Linked DNA regions of Sus scrofa: region 1 is linked to region 2. The links are chromatin contacts, called in public HiChIP or PLAC-seq maps. All regions are on one chromosome and are shown on one strand. The core of a region is the stretch at or near the end of the contact, and the rest is flanking DNA. Distances in the headings are between cores, read along the strand shown.

Evidence for each region. HiChIP or PLAC-seq counts read pairs in DNA pulled down with a chosen protein or histone mark.
Region 1: an H3K27ac HiChIP or PLAC-seq map of alveolar macrophages shows a contact between it and region 2. The contact joins two enhancer-like sites. A contact is called at or near these places in 2 of 2 datasets of contacts at active chromatin or transcription factors (alveolar macrophages and skeletal muscle).

What each region holds. Positions count from the first base shown.
Region 1 is chr3:114,284,286-114,289,664 of Sscrofa11.1, forward strand. No RefSeq gene overlaps it. Among named protein-coding and RNA genes, the nearest start is that of ITSN2, 76 kb to the right of the region's middle. Within about 2 kb of position 1,511, at least 2 of the 83 cell types and tissues checked have an H3K27ac peak or open chromatin away from gene starts, as enhancers often do. A contact at or near this core is called in alveolar macrophages, where this site is marked.
Region 2 is chr3:114,082,745-114,087,995 of Sscrofa11.1, forward strand. The region is part of intron 2 of NCOA1 (nuclear receptor coactivator 1); the gene reads right to left. Among named protein-coding and RNA genes, the nearest start is that of NCOA1, 14 kb to the right of the region's middle. Within about 2 kb of position 1,312, at least 1 of the 83 cell types and tissues checked has an H3K27ac peak or open chromatin away from gene starts, as enhancers often do. A contact at or near this core is called in alveolar macrophages, where this site is marked.

The DNA of each region.
Region 1 (5,379 bases), core at 261-2,760, 200 kb after region 2:
TTATCATGGATCCAGACTTCTTCTAGCTTCTTTTAGCTTTCCGGTTTGCTATCTCTAGGGTGTGACCTTTATCTTCATGGTCCAAAGGGCTGCTCAACTTCTAGCCCTTATATCTGCTTCCCTGTCAGTAAGAAGGAGGAAGAAAGGAGGGAGAATGTGCATCTTCCATTCAAGAGCCCTTTCCCCAAATCGCATATGACATTTCTAATTACATCTCATTTACCAGAAGGTAGACACATGGCTACATCTAGTTTCAAGGGAGGCTGTAAAATGTAATCTTTATTCTGGGCATCCCTGTGCTCAGCTAAAAATTCTATTACTAAAGAAGAATGGGGAAAAGGACTTCGAAGACAGTTAGCAGTCTCTGAGAGGACTTTAGCATAGCTAAAGTGAGAACAGAATGTAAACTAACCCAACAAAGATTTGTGTTGAAAAGCATAAAGAAAAAAATAAGCACTCGTAATATCACCACCTACTGTTAACTTTTTGAGATATATTCTTCTAGATATTTTCATTCACATATAAAACAACATGTATAGCTATACATATATTTATGACTATACCTATATTTACATAAATATGTCCACACTTTTCTTTTAAAGGGACTATTTAGATTATTGCAGTAAGTCAAGGAAAAGATTGGTGGGTTGCTGTTCCCTCTTTAAACTCTTAAACTTCACGGGAAATGTAATACTGAAGTAACTAGAGGAAAGAGGAAAATGTGCTCTGTAATTGCATTTTTAAATTTCTCAAAGTAACCAAATGCAAATGACTCAATCTGCATTCAGGGTGCTCTGGAAGAAGGATTTAAAGGCGAATTTAAAAGAAAAATGATTAGCCATCTCAGAAAAATGCAGACACATGTTCAATAAGGAAGGTGACAAAAAAAAAAAAAAAAAAAAAAAACTAATGGACACAAGAATTTTGTGAAAACCCAGATCAATAAAGTTCCCTAGATCACAGGTAGGGAGAGGTTCAGATATCAGTAACTAGACTGTTTACCCCAAAGCACACTCTATCACATGGCACAAGATAGGCTATTCAGAGATTTTCTCTCCTTATTAGAAGAGTCTTCTAGATAGTGAAGTAAAAGGACTATTACATAGAGCTACAAATTCACTCAACAAGCTTACTAAGTCTAGCTCCTTGTCTTCCTAGAGACCACTGCCCAGTAGGGGAGACAGAGAGGTGCTTGTAAAGATGAGTTGACATTTACTATGTGACAGATGCTATACGAATCACTTCACTCACATTATCCAATTTAGGATTTACAACAATCTATTCTTACCCCCACCTGACAGATGAAGAAAAGTCATAGGCTAAGAAATTTGGTTGAGGAGTTCCCATTGTGGCTCAGCGGGTTAAGAACCTGACTAGTATCCTTGAGGATGTGGGTTCAATCCCTGGCCTCACTCAGTAGGTAGATCCAGTAGATCCAGAATTGCCACAAGTCATGGAGTAGGTCACAAACATAGATCGGATCTGGTGGTTGCTGTGTTTGTGGCGTAGGCTGACAGCTGCAGCTCTGACGCAACCCCTAGCCTGGGAACTTCCATGTGTTGCACATACAACTGTAAAAAGAAGAAGAAAAAGAAATTTGGTTGAAGTCGCAAAGTTAATACATGGTGGAGCTGAGATTCTACCAAGTCTACGTGACTTTAGAGCCCCTGATCTGAGCCAATGACAACCCTATATTTAATGCTATGATGGAATTTTGTACACAATTCTGAGGAAACACAGAATAAGCATCAAACATCTTTCAGGGGAAAACTTGTAGAGTAGTATGAAGACAAGAAATGTGAAGTATAAATACATTGGCAATGTGTTGAAATGTAGATCAATATGAGCATTGATAAATAAATGGAAAAGACAAGATTTCTTCCCATTATGCCTGGATTTTACCAGTAGCCTTCTTTTTATTAGCTACACAATTCAATCCTATGTCATCTAATATCTTTACCCTTATTTTAGTAGTTAATTATATATTGAACCCCTTGCTTTCATCAAGTTATTTTCACTCTGTGAGTCACCTCCACATATAATTAGCTCATAAAAAGAAAAATGCAACATGTTTGCTGTATTTTGTTCTTGGGTCTTTGTATTCCTGATGGAGGGACATACAAGCATACGTCAATGCGTGAGTTGAAGTGATAGCTGTTTTATTCAAAGTTGAATCAGAGAGGAAAATGCAGGCAATAAGCATAGAAGATCCAACATGTGGATAATTAAGAGGCCACAAAGAATAAAAACAAAACATAAAAAAAGAAATATTTAAAATCATAATCTGAGAAAAATGGCTAGAAATAAGAGAATATCTGAATTTACACATTGAAAGGAATGTACAGAGACGAGACTGGAGAGTTGGCAGGAACTGATCGTGTTGGTCTTTGTAGGCCATTATAAGGAATTTAAATTTTGTTCTAATGCAACAGAAATCCCTTGGCAGATTGTAATCAGAAGCACCATTGGTTACACAAAAGGAGAAGTAATAATGTGTATGGACCTGAAAAAATGAAATATGAGAATCAAGAAGTAGTTTTACTTTACAACATAAGGTCTTCCTGCTTCCACCGTAGTTGCACTAATTCTCTCATAGCCCCTCCTGCATGGAACCTCATTTTCTTTCCATCTATCAAAGTTCTACCCATAAAGAGACTAACTTTCCACCAAACTTTTTTTTTCCATTTAGGTTATTACAAGATATTGAATATAGCTCCCTGTGGTATACAGTAGGTCCTTGTTGCTTATCTATTTTACATATAGTAGTCTGTACATGTTAATGCCAAATTCCAAATTTATCCCTCCCCCACCAACCCTTTTGGCATGGAGATTTGGAAGGCTAAGAATAGCAAGCAACTTTGGAGAGTAAAGGTATGAAATTAGCACTAGAATTATCAAGATAAGTCTGGAAAGCATAGTCAGATGATAGGCAAAGGGAGTGGCTGGGTAATCAGAAACCAGCTGCCAAGTAGAATGAGATCTAAAATTATAGCTCAGGGTTGGGCATGAAAGGATAGGAGGAGAAATATTTGGAAAACAAAAGCCTAGGACATGGTCTGGAACTCTACATTCAGCACACTCTGGACTATGAAAGAAGAATCTATTGAAGGGAAGAGAGTTAGAAATAGGATCAGAGAAAGACATAATCAGGAAGATTTTTGAAAATCAATGCTTTCCATTCACATTTCTATCTTAATGGGTGGGGAAATATTATGGGCTTCCCTGCCAAATTTTGTCATTTTAAAATCAGTGTTTAGGAGTTCCTGTTGTGGCTCAGTGATAACGAACCCGACGAGTATCCAAGAGGATGAGGGTTCCACGGCTGGCCTCATTCAGCAGGTTAAGGATACAGTGTTGACGTGAGCTGTGGGGTAGGCCAGAAGCTGCAGCTCCGATTTGACCCCTAGCTTGGGAACTTCCATATGCCATGGGTGTGGCCCTAAAAAATAAAACAAAATAAAATAACATCAGTGTTTATTTGCTCTCTCCTTTGGATTTTTTACATTCTTAATTCTTACATTCATTCTCTATCTCAAAATATGTGTAATTTTCTGAAAGACTGAAATTCTTTTTTTTTTTTTTTTTTGTCTTTTTGCCATTTCTTGGGCCGCTCCCGCAGCATATGGGAGGTTCCCAGGCTAGGGGTCGAATCGGAGCTGTAACCACCAGTCTATGCCAGGGCCACAGCAACATGGGATCCGAGCCGCATCTGCGACCTACACCACAGCTCACGGCAACACTGGATCCTTAACCCACTGAGCAAGGGCAGGGATCGAACCTGCAACCTCATGGTTCCTAGTCGGATTTGTTAACCACTGCACCATGACAGGAAGTCCCTTTTTTTTTTTTTTTTTTTAAGTTTCCATTTGCAGCAATGTGGATAGGCCAAGAGAATATCATGCCTAGTGAAATGGGTCAGGGTATGAGATTAATAGAGTCAACACTGACATTGTTATGGGGGGTGTTTTGGTTCTGACAACATGGGTATTAAGATACTGGGGACCAACTCTTACTATAAGGATATTAAAATGTGGTATAATACAAAATTTTAATTATACCGTCAAGATTAAGAAAAAGGAAGAAAGAAAAAAAAAGAAGAAACTACAGATGTCACAAACAAAAAATGAATTTAAAAGTCATAGCAGTAAACACCAGTTATCCTGTGGTAACCTGGAAAGGTGGGATACTGGACCCAAGTATAAGGTTTAGGACTAGAAATTCTGATTGATCATCCATACAGAGGAAAAAAATGCATACTCTCAACTTGAAAAAGGCAGAGAGTTGGAACTGGGACTTTGCCAAGATGGTCTGTAAATCCATGACAAAGAATGAAAAAAAAAACCCAACTTTATCCCAATGGCCCACAGAAGTTGCAAAGAAGCACAGTGCCTAATACTAGATAGATTATGTTTTCAATGGGGGGAATGGAAACTCCAGACCAACCAAATAAGGATACAGGATCCATATTTTTAACACCCCTAAGGTATAACTCTTCAAAGTGGTCCAGGGCTCACAAAATTTCTCAAAACCTGGCAAGAGAAAACATAAAACATCAAAGAAGAGTGACTCTCACAAGTCAAGGCACTAAGATGTGGAAAAAAGAACATCCCTCCTCCTTCAAAATGAGTTCATAATAGATAAAAGTGATGAAGAAATGAACCAGCATGAGGTAGAGCTCACATATACAATAGTGGGAAGAATTTGTGTGCTAACAGATATAACAGCAAATCAGAAAGAGACTACTAGATATTTAAGTGAAAATGATTAAAGAATTGACATAAGCATAATTCTTAAAAAGGAAAAATGGATAAATTGGACCTCGTCATAACTTAAATCTTCTGCTCTGCAATAGATCCCATGAAGAGAATGAAAAAATAAGCTACAGATTGGGAGAAAATATTTGCAAAGCACATATCCAGCCAAGAACTTGTATCTAGAATACCTAGGAATGCTCAAAACTGAGCAGAAGAAAAAAAAAAAAGGTCAGAAAATGGGCAAAAGATATGAATGAACATTTCACCAAAGAAAATATGCAGATGAAAAGTGCCCCTCGAAATGCTAAACATCATTAGCCATTAAGGAAATGCAAAGCCTAACAACAATGAAATATCACTAGACACCTATTAGAATGCTGGGGAAGATGTGAAGAAACTGGGTCATTCATACAGTGCACCCTGGAATAGTTTGACTATTTCCTACTTTCCTTCTTTTTTTTTTCTTTCTTTCTTTTTTTTAGGGGGGTGGGGGCGCATCCACAACATGCAGAAGTTCCCAGGCCAGGGACTGAACCCATGCCACAGTAGTGATAATGCAGGATCCCTAACCTGCTAGGCCACCAGGGAACTCCCTGGCTGTTTCTTTTTAAGCTAAACATGCAAT
Region 2 (5,251 bases), core at 62-2,561:
CTGCTAAATAATTTGCAATTTTTTTGTGTGGTGATGTTGAAAAATCCATCCATTGTCTTAAAGTAGCAGCAGACCTATATAAAAGTTTCCAATCTGTCAGACTTAGTTAGCTCACCAAAAACCAAATATGGTATTATTGAACAGAGATTTATTTTTTCATTTTAAAATACGAAATATTCCAAATATACCAAAAATACAAAAGTGACATAGCACACATTTCCACCATTCATTTTTCATAGATGTAACATTATTTGCTTCAGGTTTTCCCTTTTTAAATAAATATAAAGCTTCAGGAAAAGAGCTATAGCTCTACCACCATTCTTCCTCTGTCCCTTTTCAAAAGTAATCAGTAATCCAAGCATAAACATTTCTTAGCATATTTTTATATTTCAACTACATATGCATGATTTTATGAATATATTATTTTTTGTTTTAATGTTTACATAAGACACAGACTTCCCACTCAATATTATGTTTGAGATTTAACTACACTGATACATATGAATTTGACTCATTCATCTGAACTGCTGTATAGTATCATACGAATAATCCACAGTTCATTTCCTATTCCCCTGCTGGTAGACCTTTTGACTACTATATCCAGTGCTGTAATAAATTATTTTCAGTATTTCCTCTTTTGCATATTTGTGAGTTTCTTTAAGGTAAATACTAGAATTGAAGTTGCTGGATCACAGGGTCTATGTATTTTCAACAGTATTAAGTTTGACAAATTGCTCTTCAAAGATGTTGTACCACTGGTAACATATGAGGGGTTTTGTTTTTCTTTTCGTTTTTTTGTTTTGTTTTGTTTTGTTTTTGTCTTTTTAGGATGGTACCTGTGGAATATGGAGGTTCCTAGGCTAGGGGTCTAATCAGAGCTATAGCTGCCGGCCTACATCACAGCCACAGCAACGCAGGTTCTGAGCCATGTCCACCACAGCTCACGACAACACCAGATCCTTAACCCACTGAGCGAGGCCAGGGATTGAACCTGCAATCTCATGGTTCTTATTTATTTATTTATTTTTGTCTTTTTGCCTTATCTAGGGCCACTCCCGCGGCATATGGAGGTTCCCAGGGTGGGGGTCTAATCGGAGCTGTAGCCACCAGCCTACACCAGAGCCACAGCCAGAGCCAGAGCAACGTGGGATCCGAGCTGCATCTGTTACCTGCACCACAGCTCATGGCAACGCCGTATCCTTAACCCACTGAGCAAGGTCAGCGATTGAACCCGCAACCTCATGGTTCCTAGTCAGATTCGTTAACCACTGCGCCACGACAGGAACTCCAGCAACCTCATGGTTCTTAGATTTGTTTCCGCTGTGCCATAACAGGAACTCCGAGGGTTTCTGTTTTTCTGTATGCTCACTAACACCTGATTTCACTGTAGCTTTTAATTTTTGCAAACCGAGTGCAAACTATCTCATGTAGTATTTATACTAACTGCTTTAATGAAATATAATTCATACAGCATACCACTGATGTATTTAAAACATACAATTCAATGGTTTCACAGAGTTGTGCAACCGTCATCACAATGCATTTTAGAACATTTTCATCACCCCAAAGAGAAACCACATACCCTTTAGCAGTCACTCCTTAATTTCCCAACACTTCTAAGCCCAAGGGAACTACCAATCTACTTTCTGTCTCTAGATTTGCCTATTCTGGACATTTCATATAAATGGAATCATATGTGGTCCTTTGTGACTGGCTTCTTTTGCTTAGCATAATATTTTCAAGCATATGTTGAAACATTTATCAGTACTTCACTCCTTTTTATTGCTAAGTAACATTCCAATGTATAAGTATACTTCATTTTTTTAAAGTGGAAAATCTTTTTTTAAAATTTTATTATCATTAAAGTATAGTTATTTACAATGTTTCATCAAGTTCTGTTGTACAACAAAGTGACCCAATCACACACATTTCCCTGTGCTGTACAGTAGGCAGTAGGATCCCATTGCCCATCCATTCCAAATATAATAGTTTGTAACCCTCAAACCCCCAAAATGCCCATCCCTCCCACTTCCTCCCTTGTCCCCCACTCCAAGGACCCCAAGTCTGCTCTTTTTGGCCATGATTTGTTTTTGTTTTTTGTTTGCCTATTTGTCTGTTATATTGAGATAGGATCATCTGTTCCATATTTTAGATTTCACAAATAAGTGATATCATATGGTATTTGTCTTTTTCTTTCTGGCTTATGTCACTTAGCATGAGTCTCTAGATCCATCCATGTTCCTGCGAATGACATTAGTTTGTCTTTTTTTAATGACTGAGTAATATTCCGTTATGTATATGTACCACATCTTCTTAATCCATTCATCTGTCGATGGACATTTAGGTTGTTTCCATGTCTTGGCTACTGTGAATAGTGCTGCTATGAACATAGGGGTACATGCGTCTTTTCCAATGAAAGTTTTGTCTGGATATATGCCCAGCAATGGAATTGCTGGATCATATGGTAGCTCTATATTTAGTTTCCTGAGGTATCTCCATACAGTTTTCCATAGTGGTTGTTCTGATTTACATTCCCACCAACAGTGGAAGAGGGTACCCCTTTTCTCCACACCTTCTCCAGCATTTATTATTTGTTGACTTGTTAATTATGGCCATTCTGACTGGTGTGAGGCAGTACCTCATTACAGTTTTGATTTCTCTAATAATTAGTGATATTGAGCATTTTTTCATACGCCTGTTGGCCATCCGTATGTCTTCTTCGGAGAAATGTCTATTTAGGTCTTCTGTCCATTTTTTAATTGAGTTATACTTCATTTTATTTGATTAGTTGATAGATATATAGGTTGTTTCCACTTATTTGCTTTTTGTGAATAAGACTGCTATGAACATTTATGGACAAGTTTTTGTGTATAAATGTTTTCATTTCTCTTGGGTATATACCTGCAAGTAGATATGCTGGGCCATATGGTAACTCTATGTTTAACATTTTGAGAAACTACCAGACTGTTTTCCAAAGTGGACGGACAAATTTACATTACCACCAGAAATGCATGAGAGTTCCAATTTCTCCCATTCTTACTAATACTTGTTATTATCTTTCTTATTATAGCTACCCTAACAAGCATAGAGCAGTCTCTCACTGTGGTTTTTACTTGTATTTTTCTGATGGCTAATAATATTGAGCATATTTTTCATGTGCTTTTTGCTTGTTTATATGTCTTTTTTAAGGAACTGTCTATCCAGGGCCTTTGCCTATTTTTTAATTGGGTTATTTATTTTCGAATTATTATGGCATAAGAGTTTCTTATTTAGTTCTAAGATGTACTTCCTTCCTCATTTCATGTCTTCATAACATTAAGACAGGTTTTTCTGTTTGTTTGGTTTTGGTTTTTTTTTTTTTTTTTTTTTTTTTTTTTTGCTTTTTAGGGCCACACCCACAGCATATGGAGGTTCCCAGGCCAGGGACAGAATCGGAACTACAGCTGCTGACCTACGTACACCACAGCCACAGCCACGCAGAATCCAAGCAACAACTGCGACCTACACCACAGCTCCCGGCAACACCAGATCCTTAACCCACTGAGTGAGGCCAGGGATCGAACCCGCAACCTCATGGTTCCTAGTCAGATTCGTTTCCGCTGCACCACGATGAGAACTCCTGGTTTTGTTTTTTAAATAGTTCTAAACCATAAGCCATCAGGTCTGAGTACATTAAGTAACTACTCGTGAAAAGCAAAGCACTTAAAATTTTAGGCAAAACCTAAGGCAGGAGTGGCCAGATGACACTGAACAGAAACGGCAAGCAATTTGAGTCCTGACCTTAAAAGGAAAGAAGCATGCATGCCTTCTCGTTTTCTTCTTTCCCCTTCTTGTCAGCTGGGATGTGGACGAGGGGAGCCATGTCTGATCACATCAACACCATAGGAATGGTACAGCAAACGAGACAGAAGGAATCTGAACCTTGACGCATACCTAGATTATCTCATTAAAGCTACTGGTACTCTGGGTCTCTTGCTCTAGCAGCCTTGCCTGTATCCTAACAAATACACTCCATATCTCTCAATGTGCTTATTTGCTATATCCTGACCATGTCCATGTTATACATAACTTATTACCATGCTGTAACGAGAGTTAAGAACTTACTTACATCAACCATTTAGACAAACATTTCCTCTCTTTCCATCCTCACAGTATAGTTAGAATAAATTTTAGAGCAGTCAATATTTGATATCTATGTTACCATGGCTGTATAAATATAGTTCACAAATGAGTCACAGTATGGGCTATAATTTACAATTCTCATATTTTATGTTTTAGTTTTTCTGTGAAGTCTGGCTCATCTCTAAACTCTCCTCCAAACTGAAAAATTCCTGTCAATTTGGTCAGTCAGCAAATACTCTATGTGATCCATTTTTTCCATGGAAATATTCCTCCTAGAGGCCTCTATCCCCCTGCTTCAGTTAGGACTGGCTACTTTTTTGGTCTGCTGCTCAACTGTGGTCCTGGGTCTCCTTTAAGTTTCTTTTGTTAAGATTCTATACTTTCCCTTCTTGGCTAGATTAAGAGCCTATGTGTCCCCTTCTTGGCTTCCTACCCTGGTCTTGAGATAGATATTTCCAGAAAAATAAACAGGAAGTAACATTTTTGAGGCTCTGAATGTCTGAAAATGTCTTTATTTTGCACTCATACTTCATTTGGATGAATACAGAATTCTAGGTCCAGAATTCTCATTTTCTGTGTTCTTATTTGAAATCTGGACCCATCTGAAAATAATTTAGTATGTAACTTTTTTTCTCTCTCGTTTTTTCCTGTTTGGTGCCTGGAAATTATGCACTAATGTGAGTCCCTCCCCCCCTTTCTTTTTTATTTGCTGTGCTGTGCACTACACATGCACTTTCTATTTGGAAACACATATCCTGTAGTTCTGAGATTTTTTTTTTTTTTTTTTTTTTAAGGGCCACACTTGCAACAGATGGAGGGTCCCAGGCTAGGGGTCAAATCACATTTGTAGCCACTGGCGTATACCACAGCCACAGCAACGCAGGATCTGAGTTGCATCTGCAACCTACACCATAGCTCATGGCAACACTGGATCCTTAACCCACTGAGCAAGGCCAGGGATTGAAACTGTGTCCTCATGGATACTAGTCAGATTTGTTAACCACTGAGCCATGATGGGAACTCCCTGAACATTTTTGGGGGGACATAATTTCTTCCCTTCTATTTGGTCTGCTGCTTTTCTTCCCCCTGAGATTAATGATATGTTATTCCTCCTGTACTGATCCTATAC